Regions from separate parts of the Xenopus laevis genome. Here region 1 is linked to region 2. Evidence: chromatin contacts called from public Hi-C data. All regions are on one chromosome and are shown on one strand. The core of a region is the stretch at or near the end of the contact, and the rest is flanking DNA. Distances in the headings are between cores, read along the strand shown. Region 1 holds the start of fam43a.S (family with sequence similarity 43 member A S homeolog). Region 2 holds the start of xxylt1.S (xyloside xylosyltransferase 1 S homeolog).

Region 1 (5,319 bases), core at 2,162-4,661, 290 kb after region 2:
CAAGAATCTCATTAAGCTTTCCCAGGTGTCCAAGGGTTTAGCTGCACAATTTAAGAGTTTGGCAAATCCAGTGCTACCATTACATGTACAACAATGCCCCACATACAAGAGAGAAGGAACAGATATTGGCCTATTAACAACTATCTTAAGCACACAAACAAGTGTGCAAAATCAGAATATCTACAAGTGGAACTTCCCATCGTTCCCTGCCATTGCACATAAAATCTCACATTGTCCCATGTGGTTGTTACTTGGAGTCCACTTTGCCTATTTGGAAGCGAAGAAGGACCCGAAAAAAAGTGCTTACATGTGCGTGTATGCCTTGGGGTACTCTGTGAAGGCATATAAAGCTAGTCTTAATCCCATCTGGAGTTCCTTTGCAAAAAAAATGGCACAAAGATCCTCAAAAAAAAACAAGGCTACTGAAGAAATATTTGTATCAAGCCCTCAACCATGGCAAGCAATTAGCTAAATAACTAGAAGAGACTGGGTAATTATACAAGTGTTTGTATTATATAGATTTTTAATGTCACAAGTATTTTGGCCTGGCTTGTAATGCAAGCTAGGTCTTAGGGTGAAACTAGGTTTCATTACAGTAATTATAGGCTGTGCTAGAAATAATACTGTTCTCTGGTGAATAAGCCCCACAGGTTCATAGAACTTGCATTAGGCCCCAAAATAATTATTGCACACACCATCTTATTTACTGCATACATGGCTTCACAGTTGCTGCCACACATTCCTTACTAGGAGATACACATCTGTATCACAACTTCCACTAATCTCTGTATCTTCACTGCATATAAATCAGGGGAATATTAGTCAGAAGGTGAAGAGCCAATTCACCAAGGGGCAGGTGTATCAAGGGTCGAATTTAGAGTTCTTAGGAGTTTTTAAAAACTCCCATCAACTTCAAATTCAAATAAAAAATGACCACTGAAAATGTTTCAAAAAAATTCAAATTTTTCAAACTCGGGTGAATGGGATCAACCCGCAAACTCGAATCAAATCTGATTAGGAGTTTTTTCTTAGGGGAAAAAAAAAAAAAAAGATTTTCAGGAAGGCTGTAAACAACTCCAAATTGATCCAAGGTCATCCCCCATAGGCTAAAACAGCAATTCAGCAGGTTTAAGGTGGCAAATTGTCGAATTTGAATTCTTAAAGGGCCATACATGATACATTTCAAAAATTTAATTTTTTTTAAAAATTTAATTTTAACTATTCCTTAGTCAAATTTCAACTAAAAAAAAAAACCTGGAAAATTTGAATTTTCACTTCGACCCTTGATAAATCTGCCCCTAAGAGTACTATTCTATAACCCTATTCTTTTATGTAGGTTTTTGGAGACCCTTGTGCAGGATCGACTCTTCTCCTTTGGGCAGCTGTGACGCTGGGGTCTATGACTGCGAAGCAGTTTTTACAATTATTCTAAAGCGGTCTTACTACATTAAGTAGCTCTTATTGGAGTTGTAATTAGAGTTCCTGCCCACAACAACTCTTCATTCTGTGAGACACAGGGACTTACACATTATTGCATCTCAACACATTCACCGTCACAAAGGGTAGTTAAACCAGTGTCAGAAAAGTGTACAGCCCAGTGCAATATAAAGTCATCTGACTGACCACGGAGGGAACCTGGTTTCAGTTTTCATGGCATATACCTTGACTCCCAATACTAAGTTGATCCCTTGCAGGCACCCATATTGCTGTCAGTGTGAATTCCAATGGTGCTTCCAATCCTCCCCTACAATCACCAGTTCAGAAATGTCCATTTTCATTAACAAAAGTCCATTAAGCACAATGCATTACAGCTAGTCAGTGATGTCTGCCCAGTGAGCCTCCACCTGATCTATAGTATCACTACCCCCAACATCTGAAGCCTGCTAATAAGGATTATACAAGCAGAGGGTTTCCAGCTGGAGATCCTCACTCTATGCCAGCAATAAGGATCCTCCTGACAATCACACAGGTTCTATAGGCTCTTCCATTCCATAAAGTAATGAACATGTGGTACAGGATTAAGGTGCCATCGGGGAATCAATGTCTCAATAAAATATGGTACCGGAAAGGTTGAAAAGCTGCGACTTAATGGTCTGTGCTGAAGATGAAAGGAAAGAAGAAGCAGGTTGGCTGAAGAATAAATGAGGTGTCAGTGTTCTGGGCAGAGTCAGTGAGTGAGGATGAGCCAGTGGGGGGCCCTTCTCATACAGTCTCTGCTTCTCTGCATTCCTCGAAGCCGTTGGTGATGAGTCCAGAGTCCTGGTTACTCTCTATAGACGACTCGCTGCTCGTACTCTCCCCCGACAGGAGCCTGGTCACTCTCAGGTCCGCCTTCAGGGTCTGCAAGTCATTGCCCAGACTCATCTCCCCGAGATCACTGATGAGCTGAGACAGCTCCCGCTTCACCTCCTCCTCCTCCTCCCCAGGCTCCCCTCCACCCCCGGTATCCAGCACATCCTCACACTCGAAGCTCATCGCCCTCTCCTCCTCCTCCTCCCCCTGCTGATCCTCCGTGATTGAGCCCAGCTTGGGGGCGCTCCGACTCCGCTCCACGGGGGGTTTGTAGCAGGACTGTCCGTTGAGGAGCTTCCTCATGGGCACTAAGGGGATGCTGTGCTCGCCGATCAGCTGTTGCTGCTGGTGCCGGGAATCCTCTCTCCGTTTGAGCCTCTTGAACTCGGCCAGGGCGTTGGCGGAGGTCTGGTACAGGAGCAGGGCCATGGCTTTCGCCTTCTCGGGCTTGGACACCAGCACCGCGTGACATCGCAGCATCACCGCCTTGTGCTTCATCTCGTGCCGGTAGATCCAGGCAAAGATCTTGGGCAGCCGGGGGTCGGCCACGCAGTAGGTGACTCGGTGCAGCAGATACAGGTGTCCGGGCCGCTTGGCTTTGTCTTCCACGTGCACCATGCGGATCCCCTGCGAGCTGATAGTCAGCTTCATCTTGGTGCCGTGTTTGCCCATCTCGCTCTTGCTCCAGATCTTGCTCACCGCTAGGTCCGTGCAGCCCTCTCCCTTGGACTGAAGGGTCGTAGCGTTGCCCAAGTACAGCACCGTGTATGTCGGGTCTTCCCCCGTGATCTTGATCTTCTTCCTCTTGGACTTGAACATGCTGCCCACCCGAGTCAGGGCCCCCTCCGGGCAGGACTTAGCGAAGGAGGTGAGGGCGCTGTAGTTGAGGCTCACCGCATAGCCCTTCTGCTTCCCCTGCTTCGGATCCTCCTCGATCAGGTCGAATTTGCTTTTCTTCCAGGGCAGCATGTCGCTGTGCAAATAACAGCCGAGGAGAGTGAAGCGCAGGGCGCACTGATAGCGCTCGTATTAACGCGGCATTGTGCTGAGCAGCGGGGATGTGTACAGCGCCTGCTACAGATCATCTCATGTACAATACGCTCCTCCCTCCGACTCCGCCACTCGCTCCCTGCCTTCTCATTGTCAGACTCAGCTCAGTGCAGCTGTAAATATAGTCTGGAGTGAACCATTCGCCCTCCCAAAGCAGGGGAGCCGCACCAATGAACGGGCCAAATCATTACACCTGGCCATTCGCACAGCAAATCATATGAATGAGAAGTAGATATGAAAGCTTTCAAGCACTACGGGTGCCTTTACTGTAGAGTCCTATTCTATGATTTATAGAATTTTACTTTTCTGCCGCTATACAGCCACTATATTTTATCTTATTTGCAATGCCTAGATCAGACATGGCTTGTACTGGATACAGGGGCAATCTTTCTTTAAACTTCTAGACAACAAATGTTTGGAAACAGATCCGCACACACTCGAGATTATGCAGTCGGGGAGTAGACCCCTTTTATTATGCCACCAAAAATTCCACGTTTGGAACACCCTCCCTGGGGGAACACCCTGCCTTCATCAGGGACGGTGTTCCCTCCGAAATGTTGAATTTTTGTTGGCATAATAAAAGGGGTCTACTCCCCGACTGCATAATCATCTTGTGTGTGCAGATATTATAATATTTACGATATCAAATTATATTCAAGTCTGAGATCCAAACTAAAAATCTCATTGAGGGATATTTTCAGCTTGTAGACCTTCAGTCGGACTGTTCTAATATACAGTAACTCGCACCTGCATTAACCACTACCTAAAACACAAGGGTTTATTTAACTGATACCAAATTACAGTTGGTGTATTAGTTTTCCACTTCTGACCCCCTCACAGTTACCATACAGCTTGAAGCTACAGCAGTGTTTCTCAAACTGGAGCTGAAGCCCTAGGAGAGACCAATGCTGCGGTTAGGGGACCCAGCATGGAAACTAGTCAGGGCCAGTGGCATAACTAGTCATCAGCAGGCCCGGTTGCTCATATGTAGGAAGAATTTCACTGGCACTCAGGTTCAATTCAAGCAGGTACAAGCCCTTGGTGAGTTTATTTTGCGAAGGTGCAACTTTTCAGGGTAAACCCCTTTGTCGAGCATGCTTGAGTGCCAGTGAAATTCTTCCTACTTATGAAATTTGAGGTTGCTGAGGCCTCCTTCACCAAGCACCAGGTATTCGTTTCCTGGAGAGCCAGGGTGTGCAAGCGCGGTTACCTTCTATTTTTCCCCGGATGCACATGTGGCCACACTCCCGGCCACATATGTCTTCACCCTAAGACTTCTCATGGCTCCAGCTGTCCTGGGTGCAATCATACCCCCTGCACCTCTGGTAGTTATGTCACTGGTTAGGACCTTATATGAAAAACTATGAAATCTTCAAATTTTGGAAACTTGAGATATGGCTTTTTAATGTGTTCCAGTGCATAGGAACACAGGAGTTGACCGACCCCATGCTTCTTTATAGGGAATGTACCAATGGGCGGGCAGTGAAAAACCAAACACACATTGTATCATTTGCAATTGGCTTTTTCCACAGTGTGATCCCATCACCACAATCGCCATTAATAAGAGTCTATAGGGTTAACTCCTGTGTTCATGTGCAATGGAACACACAAAAAACACTGCAGAGGATCACAGGTTAAAAATTGTGTATAAGGGCCTTTAAATAGCAGCTCACATGAATGTGTTAATGTAGGTATGCGGAGAAATAAGGTTCTGTGGACACAACAAGAGCTACCATACTGCACAGTCAGTTTAAGGGAAACTAAAGAGCAAAGCGGCAATATTTTACCTTTATCATACTTGTTGCAATGATTAGCTGCAATACCTTCTTCCCAACATATTAACAAACCATGTGACATTTCAATGCCCAGTTTAACCACTTCCCCATTTACAGGACAAATATTAGACATAAAAATCCAGCTTTTTTATATGACCAAGCAGGTGACTCATATCTGAATTGTTGGCTAATAGCTAACATG
Region 2 (5,504 bases), core at 113-2,612:
TGTTTTGTGATGGTCTGTGTGCTGCCTTAGAGATCACCTGACCAGAAATACTACAGCTTTTACTGTAACAGGAAGAAGTGTGGAAGCAAAAGACAGAACTCTGTCATGTTACCTAACATGTATGGTTTGTTTGTGTGCACCGTGAATCCAAGGATCCCAGGGGACGGCCCTTATTTTTTTTTAAATGTTTATGATTACCCAATGGCACATACTACTTACAAAGTATATTATGAAAATGGTTTATTTACATGTAGCAGGGTTTTACATATGAGCTGTTTTAGGCAATATCTACTAGAAACCTACATTGTTCTGGGGGTATAGTTTTCCTTAAATGAGATCCTGGGCTACACTTTGTGGAGGGCCCCCTTCTAAGCTACTTCCACTCCCAAAAGTATAGAAATATGCAACAATTAATCAGGGTCGTGGATGCCCCTGGAGACACAAGGGTCCATGATCTAGCAAAGTTATTTCTTTAGTCGATTTTTATCTGCACTGCTGAGCTTGGGTTAGGTTGGTACCTGCTGAGAGAAGATTAGGAAGTCAGAGAAGGCAAGGTGTGTGCCTGGCACGAGCCCCACCATCAGGGAATATATTATTATCATACACAAAAGCCATGAATATCTAGGAAATTATTTTCTTATAAACTGTGATGTCATCAGTTAAAACGGTGAGTTCTGATGTCATTTCTGTCACATGACTCACTGAATCTTGTGTATTATAATAAATAAAGTACCCCCAGTTGTAAAATAGGAGGATATTAGAAGTTACCTCGGAGTTCCATGACCTTCGACCTCATGTTTTTATATGGTCATGAAACTCCTCGGTAACTTTTAATATCCTTATATTTTACAAGAAGGGGTACTTTATTCACTATATCATTTACAAGATATTCATGGCTTTTGTGTATTATAAAACTATAAAGGAACAGAGTGGCAATAGAATGTATAATTTCCCCAGAACTAATAGCAGGATGGCACTGTCGGCTGTCGCCATTCCATGTACAGTATCATATTTGTTAATCTTGTAAATTCCTGTAAAACCATCCACCACATGAGAACAGCAAACAGGAGCTTTGAAGATTTAGGCAGCAATGCGTGTATTTTGCTCGCAGCAAATATCTTTGTACAAGTTTGTGCTGCCCATATTGTAAATAAACATGAGCCAGTCCCTCCTATGTTAGGCTTTGCTTAGCTATAGAAACCCGCCCTTGTTACCGATTGGCTGACACGCAGGTAGAGGCGGAACGAACAATTGCAGGATGAATGTAGGGGGAGTCAGGAGGAACTGGTGAGTAACACCGGCTGAGGGAAAACGGATGTGAAATAAACTAGCATGGGAAGGGAAAGATGGAGTCTGATTGGAGGAGGACTGATTTCTGACAGAGGAGGGGGCAGAGGATAATGAAACGTGCAGTAGAGAAATGACAAACGGTAGCTGTGTGCTGCTTGCGCACGATTCCCAACTAGTCTAACAGCACCGGGCACACTACATGCTGGAGAACTTGCTTCTACAATCAGTTATATATATCTGTATTAGAGCAGCCGGTGGGAGCAATTGTGCATTGTGATTGGCTGGAAGAGGTAGTGTCATGTGACGCTCTTAGGTCATCCAACATGGCTTCCAGCAGGCTGCTACAGAATGTGAGTTTGGCTGTATGAGAAATAGTCCTGTGGGGGAGAAGGCTGCTAAAGATATGGCTTGGAGGATCACCAGCATGAGGGCCCTGCATGGGGTGTTATTGTTGGCCGCAGCCCTGGCAGTCTTTGCTTTTTATTACCTTGGCTCAGGAAGGGAGAATTTCTCCAGTACCACCAAGCGGATTAAAGAGAACTGGGCAGCCCAGAGCACCAGCACTGAAGTAGACCTTGCCTCCTCCTCAGAACTGAAGCTCAGCGAGAAGGGCAAGATCCTGGAGAGCCATGGGCCACTGGACTATCACCTGCTGATGATGTTCACCAAGGTGCACAGGAACCCAGGCCTGCAGGACAAGTTCCAGGTGGCACTCAGTTCCCTCGTCAAGTACGGCAAGTTTGAGAGTAACGAAGTGCTCTGCCTTCACTTTGTATCTGATGAGCCAAGCAAAGAGATAGGCAAAGCCCTGCTAAGGGACCTGCTGCAAGGGGCCAGCTTCAAATATAAGGTATGGGGGGGCAGCATGACTGGGCAGTGCCAACGGGATTTATGCACCACTATAGATTTGTCATGAATTTGAACACAGGGAAGACAAACATTATAAGTATGCAGAGATAAAGTGCATTGTGGGAAAAGACACAGTAGGAAGTCCCCCACCCTGAAACATTTATAATGTAATCTGTCATTCCAACAGGGGCAGATTAATAAATAGTCTAACCAAGGGTGACTTAACCTAGCCAAGGGCGATTTTTTTTTTTTTACGCTCGATTGCCCCCAGCAAACCTCCCTGCATCTGTCCCTTGTCCCACCTCATACCCAATTCTTACTTTCTGACAAAAGGAAGGAGAAAGCTCTGTAAACCCCCGTTTCAAACTTGCCAGTGTCTGCTGTCTCCTGATAGCAAAGTCAAGGGCCAAAGTGAATTCCTCCCATCTACCGGATTTTGCTGCTGTGCCCCATACATGTCATGTAAGGGATCTTCACTTTTGATTGTGGGGGCTCCCTTGACACAACTGTTATGGCTGGCTCCTTATGTAATAAATATTAGTGACCTAATTTTAGGTGTATTGGGAGTAGCAAATGGCATTGATCAGGGTAGGGAATCTATTCTCTTTTAGCAACTTTTGTCTCTCTTTTCCCACAGCCTGCAACTGCTCTTCCTACTCATATTTTATCTTTGTCTATGTAGGACATTCAGTGGAAGCCTAAGAATGAATCAAGAATGATATATATGAATTTCGAAGTTTCTGAAGTTATAGCTTGTTATTAGGGATGCACCTAATCCTGGTTTTAGTTCAGGACCCGTCCGAATCGAAGCTATTATTAGCAAGTTTCGGATTTGCCCAAATCCAAGAACCTGGCTGAAGCAAATCCGAACCCTTTCTAACTGAAAAAAAATTGGCACATGCACACTGGGTATTTCCACTACAGCCCCTGTATGATGGGCTAACGAAGGGTTCAGATTTGGTTCTGTATTTGGCAGAATCCATAACCCTGGCATTCTGGGATTTCACAAACCCTAAAAAGCAGGGTTCAGTACATCCCTACTTTTAGTGTGCTTACTTTCTTTTTTTGGTGCTGTTCTTGGGTACTAGTGCTGGTCACTAATGCCCAGCTTTTCTGTGTAGTTTGCTTTATGGTATTCTAATGATCTGTTTATGTGTGAACCCCATTAAAAATTTTTGTTTGTTTAGAACTGTCCTTCAGCGAGAAAACCCGGGTCCACCTTAGGGTTGCCACCTCACCCCTTTAAAACCGAACACATATGGAATCCACAGCCTGCCTAGCTAATTTAGATGCATCCTGCAGACTGAACTGATTTATGTGCAGCCATGCATCATGCATCTAGATGAATTGCTAATTAGCCAGGCAAGCTGTGGAGTCCATATGTGTTCGGTTTTAAAGGGGTGAGGTGGCAACTTTAGTCCACCTACCTGGGCACATGGGCAAGCATGCAGTGGAGTAGGGGGCAGATTAGTTTAACAGAGTAGCCTCTTCTGCAGTTGCACCTAAGCTGATCAAATGAGAACGTATTCAGTGCATGTATGGTGTACTTAATAACTGACTAGGCCAATGGCTTCACAGTGACTGTCAGGAGTGGAGCTGCTGCATAGTCGGACTGGGCCAGCAGAACACCAGCAAGAACCAAGTGGGCTGACCCAGATCGGATTCCCACCTGTCCTCTACGATTAATCTCTGCCTGATCTCTGCCCTCCCCCTATAGTGGCAAAAGGTGTGCATGGGGGGAAGGGACTGGCAGTGCCAACAGTTAAAAAATGCATGGCTTAGTACTTCGCTACTAAGGAATTTCTGTACAGATTGGTTTATGTGCTTTTTCTGGTGAACATTTCTATTATGGTTTTCCTTGTCCTTTAAAGGACCAGTAACATCAAAAAAAAATGTAAAAAAATCATTAGTACACAGGAAAAAAACAACAAAGACAAATTATACTTTAAAATCCCAAAGTCTTTATTAATAAGTAACTTACAGAAACTCTGCTTCCTGTCCTCTACAGAAACGGCGATACGGCGACCGAATTTTTAAAAAAATTAATTTTGATGTTACTGGTCCTTTAAGAAGTGCAGACTGAAACATAGATTGAAAGCCATAATGGAGCGCAAAAGACTGAGGGGGAAGGGTTAGGGATGATGGACATGATTTTGCTGTATGTGCAGTTCTCCTTTTTTATTGAAAAATCTATATACCGTAACAGGAATTTGGAAGTTAAGTCTTTGCTTTAATTAGATTGCTATACCACTGTATGTTCCCTGCAGCTGCCATGTTTGTTTGTAAATATGAAAAGTCTTCATTGTAAAACCTTGAATTACAGCAAGTTGTCTGATCATGGGCACTTTAAAGGACCAGTGACAGCAAAAAATCAAAGGGTTTTGTATGTATTGAAATATTCTGTAGTGTTAGCGTCAGGGCTGGGCCAAGCTGGCTGGGCGTCCTAGGCAACCCGGGTGGCCAGGTCGCCCACACCCCACCCATGCACGGCAGCACGCATGCACAATGAATTGCATGTATGGGAGAGTGGCGAGACAGGGTGCAACAAGAAGAGCAGCCAATGAGAGGACAAGGGTCAGGACTAGGGGTAAGTGATGGAAGAGGCACGTTCCTGGTGCCCCCCCCTCCTGAGGCCTAGGCATGTGCCTCTTCTGCCTACCCCTAGTTCCGGCCCTGGTTAGTGTGTGCTACTAAAAAATGAGTACAGGTATGGGAGCTGTTATCCAGAATGCTCAGGGAACTGGGGTTTTTCCAGATAACAGATCTTTCTGTAATTTCATACCTTCATAACTTGTCTACTAGAATATCATGTAAATATTAAATAAACCCAATAGGCTGGTTTTGCTTCCAATAAGGATTCATTATATCTTAGTTTGAAGTACCGGGTACTGTTTTATTATTACAGAGAAATTATTTAAACATTTTTGGATTATTTTATGGGAGACAGGCTTTCTGTAATTCTGAGCTTTCTGGGTAATGGGTTTCCGGATAAAAAGCACTATTATAGTTTCTATAAAAAAAGATGCAGTCAGGGCGATTCTAAGGCAGGAGCCGTCTCCATCGCTAATGCAGAGAAAGCAGGCAGCAATCAGTGAACAGTTATGTTCCATGTGGCCCCCCCTTAAAGTTGCTGACTAAATCAGAGTTAGAGAGCTGCAGAGCAGGAAGTAGTGTTCTGTTCTGTTATGTTAGACATCCAGTCACTCCAGCCTTTATAAATTACATTTTTGGCTAACTAACTATATTAGAAACATTGTTTATTTTGCATAGCCTATCTATTTACCCAGTTTTTATTTTTACACTGAACTGTTCCTTTAAGCTGACATTGGTCTGTAGGACATGTGTTTACATAGCAGGTAACATAA

Evidence for each region. Hi-C and Micro-C count contacts between places; a contact is called where the count stands out from the background.
Region 1: a contact with region 2 is called in a Hi-C map of the XL177 cell line, with 7 times the contacts expected there. The contact joins the promoter of fam43a.S here to the promoter of xxylt1.S in region 2. A contact is called at or near these places in 2 of 4 Hi-C or Micro-C datasets (the XL177 cell line and the XTC cell line).

What each region holds. Positions count from the first base shown.
Region 1 is chr5S:93,110,332-93,115,650 of Xenopus_laevis_v10.1, forward strand. fam43a.S (family with sequence similarity 43 member A S homeolog) reads right to left here and starts at 3,412. Exons shown (of 1, transcript NM_001092413.1): 1 at 492-3,412. The coding sequence starts at 3,261. The coding sequence ends at 2,203.
Region 2 is chr5S:92,827,376-92,832,879 of Xenopus_laevis_v10.1, forward strand. xxylt1.S (xyloside xylosyltransferase 1 S homeolog) reads left to right here and starts at 1,363. Exons shown (of 4, transcript NM_001093082.1): 1 at 1,363-2,140. The coding sequence starts at 1,655.